Regions from separate parts of the Bombyx mori genome. Here region 1 is linked to region 2. The links are chromatin contacts, called in public Hi-C maps. All regions are on one chromosome and are shown on one strand. Each heading gives the region's core, a stretch centred on a gene start, on an enhancer-like site or on the middle of the called end of the contact. The rest is flanking DNA. Distances are from core to core; before and after follow the strand shown. Region 1 has its middle 3.4 kb from the start of LOC101741556. Region 2 overlaps LOC101741098 (CCAAT/enhancer-binding protein zeta).

Region 1 (4,505 bases), core at 330-2,829, 200 kb after region 2:
AATAATTAATATTTTTAAATGATTCGGTTTTAATATTAGTTTTAAACCGTTAGCTTTATTAGACGTAAGTAAATGAGAACACCATTTTCTCATTAGAACGAGAGAAATATTTAAGATATTTATGACAAATAGTACGCTAATGAACACCAGTACCTAATAAATGTTTCGAATTTTTATCTATTTTAATAAATAATTAGTGATAACGCGAGATAAAGGTGAGCCGATTTAGTTCTTGTTTTTTTTTTTTTTAAATCGACAGGTAATTTGTAATTTCTTATCAATTTCTCAATTTTTATTTTTTTGTTTTCCTACCTATGCTTATAGCCTTGAGAGGCTATTTCAGCTTCACCCTAACGTTTATAGATGAGCTCACGGGGCTCAACCGGAGAGTTGCTAACACTGACCCTAGCAAGAGTAGTGCTTCGCAGAATCTACCACCGGATCGGAAACGCGACCCACTGAGAAGATCCGGCGAGAAACTCAGTGGGCTGTGTCTATGGAGAATTTCTCAATATGGCGGATTGAATGTATGAGAATGACATTTGAAATTGCAAGCAGAGTCCAAAGCAATGTTTGAATGTGAACATCCGCGGTGACAAGTGTAGCGCTGTAAAAATACGGCTTTTATCTAAACTCTGTTACTCATTTCATACAAAAGTAATATTGCTTTGGGTAAAGTCATGAAAAGTACATTGAGTATTTGTGTGCCACCTTTGAATAATCAGATATTGTCTCAACATGTATACCATTATATTATTTTATTGCTCAGAAATACAATCACAGAAAATATAACTAAGCCACGTTCTCGTAAGATAATCAAATGGTGAAAGTTAAAATTCAGAAACATGTAGGTGTGCTCACTCATGGAACCTCTTAACAATTAACAATACATTGTCATTGTTTATGACATGAGCGTCGGTCAAGTTTTCCCTCACTGGTCTCAGTATTACAGCTGCGGTGATAAACATGCGCAATATAAATATTATTGCTAGATAAGAAAATGTTATTTACCAAAAAATGATAAGGTGAACATTAAATATGAATATTTCTGTAGTAATTAAAAAAACAAGCAAAAATAAATATTGTGATACGTCGCGTCGCTATAAATGAATGAAATCCTAAACAATTAAACATCGGTCGATATGTATCTAAAATAAGGAATTTTACTTTTGCAGTCACGATTTAAAAAAACACCTTTATCTCGCGAAAGCTTAGTATTAATCCAGAGTATGGATATTAAGTTTAGGTTTGTAGTTTAAGAAACAAATAATATTTGAAAGTCTGGATTTTAAGTCTATTAAAGAGATTATAAAGCGTGATGTCGCTGAATTAGCATTAAATGCGGTCTTTTTTTCGATTTTCAATATTATTAATTGTATTCTTATATGTAATGTTTTTTTTTAAATATTAGCGGAGCTGTATTTAGTAAGTTAAAACGACATCTACAACATTACGACTGCCCTGCGAAAATTTCAAATGACCAAATAATTTATCCGAGATATTTTTTATCTGTGGTTTTTGCACTTTTTAGCGGGAACGTGAATAAACCTATGGACCGTTGCGTTTTGTGTATAGTGTTTATTGAGATGTACTCTACGTACTGTATGCATCGATATATTACCACTCGATGACTGTAGGCTAAACCTTTGCAAGCCGTTAAATATGAATTTGCACATAACGTATGACACTGCTTTGGAACGTCTATGAGGCTTTTTTATTTTTTTGCGAGTGATAAAGAGTGCGACTTGCATTTTTTTGACGTCCTAGTAAAATTTTACGGGTCCTTAATCGGTTGCCTTCATTGGTCGCGTTACTTGTATAGATCTCAGAATATTCGTTCAAGAAGTACCTATCCTTTAATAAAGTATTGGATTACAGTTTTAGACCTTGGAAAAGAAATTACTATACAGTTCTGCTAATAATTTTCTATGTTATTACTGTCTACTAGATATTTTCTAAATTTTTGTCTTATTCTGCTTAGCAAATTTATTACTATAACTACTGTTAGAGTCTGATTTAAAGTCATGCTTCATTTCTTAGAACTTGTACTTTTAAATTATATCGTAACCCTTAAATACGCTTGGTTATTGTTATTTTAACAAATTTCAAAACTTTGATTTTGATTGCTTTTGAATCTGTTACTTTAATATCTGTCTATAACGCAACAGTATACATAATCATCTATTTTCCACATTAAACGAAATCAATTGATTTATTTGCGAATACCAGAGTTGTTATTACCATTTTCCAACAAGAATTAGTCTGCAGATAGGCGGCAGTTACAAGACTGCAAACCAAATTTATTACCTCGGATGGTAGGTAATAAGTTACATTAGCCATTAATAGCTGATCAAACGTAAATACCGCCACTCATCTTTGGACCAAGCGGATACCCTACGTCGAGGGAACCTGTAAAACATTATCTACTCTATTATCTGCGTGTTCACACCTACTATCAATAATAATGTGCCCATCTCAACCACTAAGGACATCTGGCACTATAAGAAAAAGAAGATAAACATTTTTTAAGACAGAGAATAAATTAAAATAATTTAATACCGACGCATTTAAGGGTTAAAATCGATTTAAATTTTACTAAACTAGTTTTGTTGCTAAATTTTTCTTAAAGTTTTTCATCTCAATATATTATGAATAGTTTTTAAGTCTTCGATAATTAAAAAAAAATGATGATAATAAATTCAAGAGGAAAAATATATGTATTTAGTTTATATTAATATAAAATTAGAATATATTTTCGTTATAATTGAGAGTTATCAAATTGTAAATATATAGGTAGAGGTAGACACAAACCTGGCCGTGAGGTTTGAGAACACAATTTGTTTCCAGATATATTTTATTCCATAATAAAAAAAGGTAACAAAATTACTTTGTTTCTTATTTGTTATTTTTTCGGTAAATTAGGTACAACTACTTTTAAGACGTAGGTTATTTCTTTTATTAAATTTTTTATTATATTTTATTTTAACGCATCGACTTGTGGGATTCTTCATTTCGGAAAGGTTTTTTAAGCGGACAATACAAGTAATAAGTGAAGTAGTATCCGCAGATTCAGATAAACTTAACTATAAGATATATGGAATTATCATAAGATGAAGATATCAGGTTTTTTCTAGTATTTACTATATGATTGAATACATTTATTGCTCCTCCTTGGATGAGTGCCGTTAATGGGTTAACTGATGAGACACCAGCCTTGAAACGTGAACCTGAAGTTTCAATTGTGTTGTTAGTCAATAGTAATGGATTCGACTTTCATGACGACCTGGACCTAGTCCATCAGTACTTAAGTGTTTGCAGTCAGCGTCAATGCCCCATCTCGATAAAGCGGCACGACACGAGAACCCTCTCATTGTGGCCGCCGGTAACTACATAGCCGATCCTGCAGACCGAACAGTAAACAGTCGACGTCGCCGCCCAAAACCGTCATCTCAGATCCTCCCGATCCACTAACGGAGCTTTTAGGTACCCCAAGCACCGGTCATCGTTCTCGTCGAACCCGTCGCTTACGACGAAGGGCTTGGCGAGTAAATTAACCCACAGACACAGCCCACCGAGTTTCTCGCCTGATCTTCGTGGGTTGCGTTTCCGATCCGGTGGTAGATTCTGCGAAGCACGGCTTTTGCTAGGGTTCATGCTAGCAACATCAGGTTTGAGCCCCGTGAGCTCACCTACACACTAGGGTAGAGCTGATATAGCCTCTCAAAGCTGTCATCAAAGGTAGGGGGGAAAAAAAAACATGCAAATTAATGGATTAATGTTCTTTGTGGAGCATGAATCCTTTGCTGGAAAACAGACAGAATTGTCTATTATGCCGTATCAGAATTAAATAACTACAATGTTATATTGCTTCTTCTTCTTGCCCTTATCCCATATTATCTGGAGTCACTGCCGACTCTTATTTTACATATTCACTCCCTACATTCACATCTCTAATCTTGTCCAACATATCCTATTTTACTCAGTCCATCGAAGTTATTTAAAACACTGTCACTATCACACCTAGATTATTTTTGGTCAAATGATTATCGTCATTCACATAACATGCCCATACCATAATTCTTCCATTTTTTACTTTGTCAGTGGAACTACTTTGAGACTTCCTATAAACACTTATTTTGAATCTTATCCTATGATGTTATATTGTATTTGAGTCGTCTATTATCAAAGGTGGCAATCTGTGCATTTGGACAAAAAAATGTTATTGATATGTCAATACAGATTGATTTGAATATAATCGTCTCCTTCAAAGAATACGGTTCAAAACCTGCATTAAATAAAGGTTAATACTTAACCTGTTATTTATCTAAGATGTCGTTCAGAAGAGTTTTGTGACTGCCAACAGAATACAAAGTCAATAATTCGTTTTTCTGATTTACCAATAATTGTCCAAAAGTCACATTGCCGGCTTTGATAATAGTCGACTCATTTGATTCATATTTCGTATCATTTAATTCAAATTGGTTGTCATGTCCCACTCTTGACAA
Region 2 (4,447 bases), core at 1,034-3,533:
TGTAGTGCTTACAGTTCTTTCGTCCTTTTTTATTTCTCTATCATATTCTAATAGCTTTCAGCGCCTTTTTTTAAATTTACCCGGTTGCTACTGTAGCGCCACTCTTATTTAGTAGATTTTAAAAAAACACTTTTTCGCACACAGAGACGATTCTCCTTACCTTTACTCTCCATAATTTTCTTACTGTCTTAACAGACAGCTCATAGATAATACACATAAATTAGTTATAGATAAGCAACTCAAGCACTCAACAAAAATGTTTGCGGGCGTTGGCCACTAGATGGCCTCGCTTCGATTAGTTTCTCATTGCTCCTGTAGATGGCGCTAACATATTACCTATCCTATATTTTATTTTTAATGAAGGATTTTGTACATTTTCCGAAACCACAAATTGATAAAATGTAATCAATTTGTCTATAACAAACATTTTTTTAAGTGAAACTTCTTTAGGCGCATGAGGGTAAAATTTTTACAGATGTAACGTCACGCAGGAATGCAACGGAAGTATCGATTTTTTTTTTATTACAGCGCCATCTATGAGATTTTTTAGTACTAACGTGCGTATGAAACCTCATAAAGTGAATTTCAATTTAGGATTATACGTGACGTTAAAATATCGATCGATCATACTATAAAAGATCATTTACAATTATTTACTAATGACAAAATTTTACATATACTTAGACATTTAGGATAATTGTATTTTAATTTTTGAAGGTTTCACTTCTAACACGTGTGAATTGCACACATGTTTCTTTTTTTTTCTGTGTTTAGTTATATAATAGTTAAATGCCTTAACTTTAATAACATATAAGCTTAGGGGCATCTGCTACAAGATTTCGCTGGTTTCCATACAAAAAATATTTGTCTTATAGTATAGTAGTTTCAGGGCCCTGGGACAGCTCACAACTCATCAAACGTGTATATGGTTCAGGGAGACTCACAGTACAGCCAATCTAGTATTAAGTGATTACCAAGAGCCCGTAGATGTCACAGTGTGGCTCCGTTAAACCCACTTAAAGACATGACGTATTGTACTATCTCAACCCGTCAAACTGGAAAGCACGTCTGCTTCGCGGCAGAAATAGATAGGATGATGGTACATACCCGTGCGGGCTCAAAAGACACCCACCCTCCTTATTATTATACAAATTGAAATTTGCCACCAATCATCGGGTTAAATAATCAAAATAGTCAGTTTTTTTTGTTGCTTAGATGTCTGGACGAGCTCACAGCCCACCTGGTGTTAAGTGATTCCGAGAGCCCTTACCAATAAACTTAACAATAAAATTGAGATTAAAACGGTTCCAAAGGAAGGTTGAATCGAAAATGACTTTTATTTAGTGTTTGTTTTTTTTTTTTTTTTGCCTAGTTGTGTGGATGAGCTCACAGCCCACCTGATGTTAATTGGTTACTGGAGCCCATAGACATCCACAACGTAAATGCGCCACCCACCTTGAGATACAAGTTCTAAGGTCTCAAGTATAGTAACGACGGCTGCCCCACCCTTCAAACCGAAACGCATTACTGGTTCACGGCAGAAATAGGCAGGGTGGTGGTACCCAACCGCGCGGACTCACAAGAGGTCCTACCACCAGTAATTACGCAAATTATAATTTTGCGGGTTTCATTTTTATTACACGATGTTATTCCTTCACCGTGGAAGTCAATCGTGAACATTTGTTGAGTACGTATTTCATTTGAAAAATTGGTACCCGCCTGCGGGATTCGAACACCGGTGCATCGCTCAACACGAATGCACCGGACGTCTTATCCGTTAGGCCACGACGACTACAGAACTTGAAGGTCTTCGTTACCAGGTCATAAAATCCCTTAAAAAATCATTATAAGCATAATTAATATACCTTAATTAAGCGTACCTAAACGGTCAGCGACAATGGACCGCCTTACGAGCTCTAATTTTCAGAAGTTTCTGATTCATAATGGCATAGAACGTATTTATTGAGCTCCCTATCATCCCGCTTCTAATGGGGCCGCTGAAAATGCCGTTAAAATTTTTAAACGCGCCATTAAAAAGACATTAAAACAGAATTGAAATGTACATACAGCACTGTGTAGATTTTTATTAGCTTACAGAAATAGAGAACACAACATCGCTAATCTGCGGTACTTATTGTTCCAGGGCGAAATCGATTCCCGGCTAATGTCAGCGATATTGACGGGCGTCAAACGCGCCTACCCGTTCGCCGATAAGGAGCGGCTCACAGAGACTCAGGACCACATCGACTCGATCCACCGGCTTGTGCACCTGGCCGGCATCAATATATCCGTGCACGCTCTGGCTCTGCTGTTCCAGATCAGCGACGCCTCCACCGGGACCAGCGACCGGTGAGCCCCCGCGACACCCCTAATGAAAGTCGTCGTGGCCTAAAGCATAAGACGTCCGGTGCATTCGTATGTAGCGATGTACCGGTGTTCGAATCCCGCAGGCGGGTACCAATTTTTCTAATGAAATACGTACTCTCAACAAATGCTCACGATTGACTTCCACGGTGAAGGAATAACATCGTGTAATAAAAATCGAACCCGCAAAATTATAATTTGCGTAATTACTGGTGGTAGGACCTCTTGTGAGCCCGCGCGGGTAGGTACGCTGCCTAGTTTCTGCCGTGAAGCAGTAATGCGTTTCGTTTGGAAAGGTGAGGCCGCCGTTGTAACTATACTGAGACCTTAGGACTTATATCTATGCATGTAGATGTCTATGGGCTCCAGTAACCACTTAACACTAGGTGGTCTGTGCGCTCGTCCACCCATCTAAGCAATAAAAAAAAACTTTCAGCCGTGCCCGGTATATTAAAACGTGAAGTAAAAACTTTATATCCATTTTTAAGAAAATTGCGCGGACGGAGGAGTATAAAGTTACTCACACTTATAGAGAATGTAGAGAAGGAGTGTAGAGCTAATATTTTTTTTAAATTATACATTAATGATACATTGAATCAATAAAAAAACACACTACCATGTGTATGACACATACATTCTTTGTTTATTGTCGAACTTTTCTTATTGCTTATAGTCTGTGGTCAAATTGATAATAGATTAAATATTGTTTGTCTTTATTAATATTTGTCTATAGTGTAGTCTTGGCGAAATCTGTGATTATAACAGTATCATAAATAGTCTTTGACAATAGAACCGAAATTATAATTTTAATTAATTATAGTCGAACTTCGACAATTGCGGGACCACTAGTTAGAAAAAACGTGAATAGTTTTCTCGATAATTTCCAGTTACTACTCGGCCTTATACAAGAAGCTGACGAACTCCGACATATTGAACACTACGCACACGGCTCTGCTCTTCTCGCTCGTTTACAAGTCGCTGAAGCAGGACAAGAACATTCCCAGGGTGGTGGCCTTCGTCAAGCGATTGCTCCAGCTGTGCTGCTACGTGCTGCCGGCCCAGGCCTGCGGGATGATCTTCCTTCTGTCGAGGGTCCTGAAGGACTCCTCCAAGAAGGAGGCCATCAAACTTGTATGGAACAAACGGGAGGTGAAGGAAGTAAGTTAGTCTGCTAATACAATCTTCTATATTCTTCTTCTATATCACTATATAGTATAAAACAAAGTCGCTTTCTCTGTCCCTATATCTGTCCCTATGTATGCTTAAATATTTAAAACTACGCAACGGATTTTGATGCGGTTTTTTTTAATAGATAGAGTGATTGAAGAGGAAACTTTGTATGTCTAATAACATCCGTTAAATAGTGGAGATATCAATAATAAATTACAGTTTCCGAAGCGAAGCGAGGGCTGGTCGCTAGTTAAGGATAATTGAAAAACTGCTGGTTCAGCTCTTGATACAGTTTAAATAGGACGTTTATTGTGTTTAATAAGAGTTTTTTTAATGTTCTCGATCGCGTACAAGTTAACTCATATTTGTATGGAGTTGGAATGAGTTAACGTTTTACGCGATCGGTAAGTTAAAAAACTCGCACTAAGCACACTGCAATAAAAATAGTATAATTAAGAGCTTTCTTTTTTGGACTCGGTTAAAAATCAACTTCAACTTTTGACATGAATTTTCATTTTTTGATCTATTTTTTGTTTTTTACTGTCGCATAATACTCGCGTTAATGAAGTAAAAACGTTTTCAGGAAATCAAAAGTGAAGATGTTATAGGACCACAGCAGGATACAACCGAGAACGGCACAGACAAAGACGGTGCTGAGCCCACGGACATCGTCCAAGATGAGGAGGTTAAGGAAACTAAAAAAGTTGATTTACTGCGTGGCGATAAAAAAGATCTGCTCTTGGGTATGTTGTTATCTATACTAATATATAAATCTACAGTGGTTTTTACGGATGTACCGTTATAACTACTGAACCGTGCAGCCGACTTCGTAGTACCTAAACCTAAACCTTTGTACAAAATAAACTTAAAACAAACAAAAGGAATCCGTCCGACAGGCGACATATCAAAGGAA

Evidence for each region. A called contact is a pair of places that touch in the nucleus more often than the background predicts.
Region 1: a contact with region 2 is called in a Hi-C map of middle silk gland, with 2.1 times the contacts expected there. The contact joins two enhancer-like sites. A contact is called at or near these places in 2 of 7 Hi-C or Micro-C datasets (middle silk gland and whole pupa).

What each region holds. Positions count from the first base shown.
Region 1 is chr24:7,451,747-7,456,251 of ASM3026992v2, forward strand. No RefSeq gene overlaps it. Among protein-coding and RNA genes, the nearest start is that of LOC101741556, 3.4 kb to the right of the region's middle. Within about 2 kb of position 1,580, at least 6 of the 8 cell types and tissues checked have open chromatin away from gene starts, as enhancers often do.
Region 2 is chr24:7,246,443-7,250,889 of ASM3026992v2, forward strand. It overlaps LOC101741098 (CCAAT/enhancer-binding protein zeta), which reads left to right. Exons shown (of 20, transcript XM_021353432.3): 9 at 2,144-2,349; 10 at 3,252-3,522; 11 at 4,118-4,277. Among protein-coding and RNA genes, the nearest start is that of LOC101741098, 10 kb to the left of the region's middle. Within about 2 kb of position 2,284, at least 2 of the 8 cell types and tissues checked have open chromatin away from gene starts, as enhancers often do.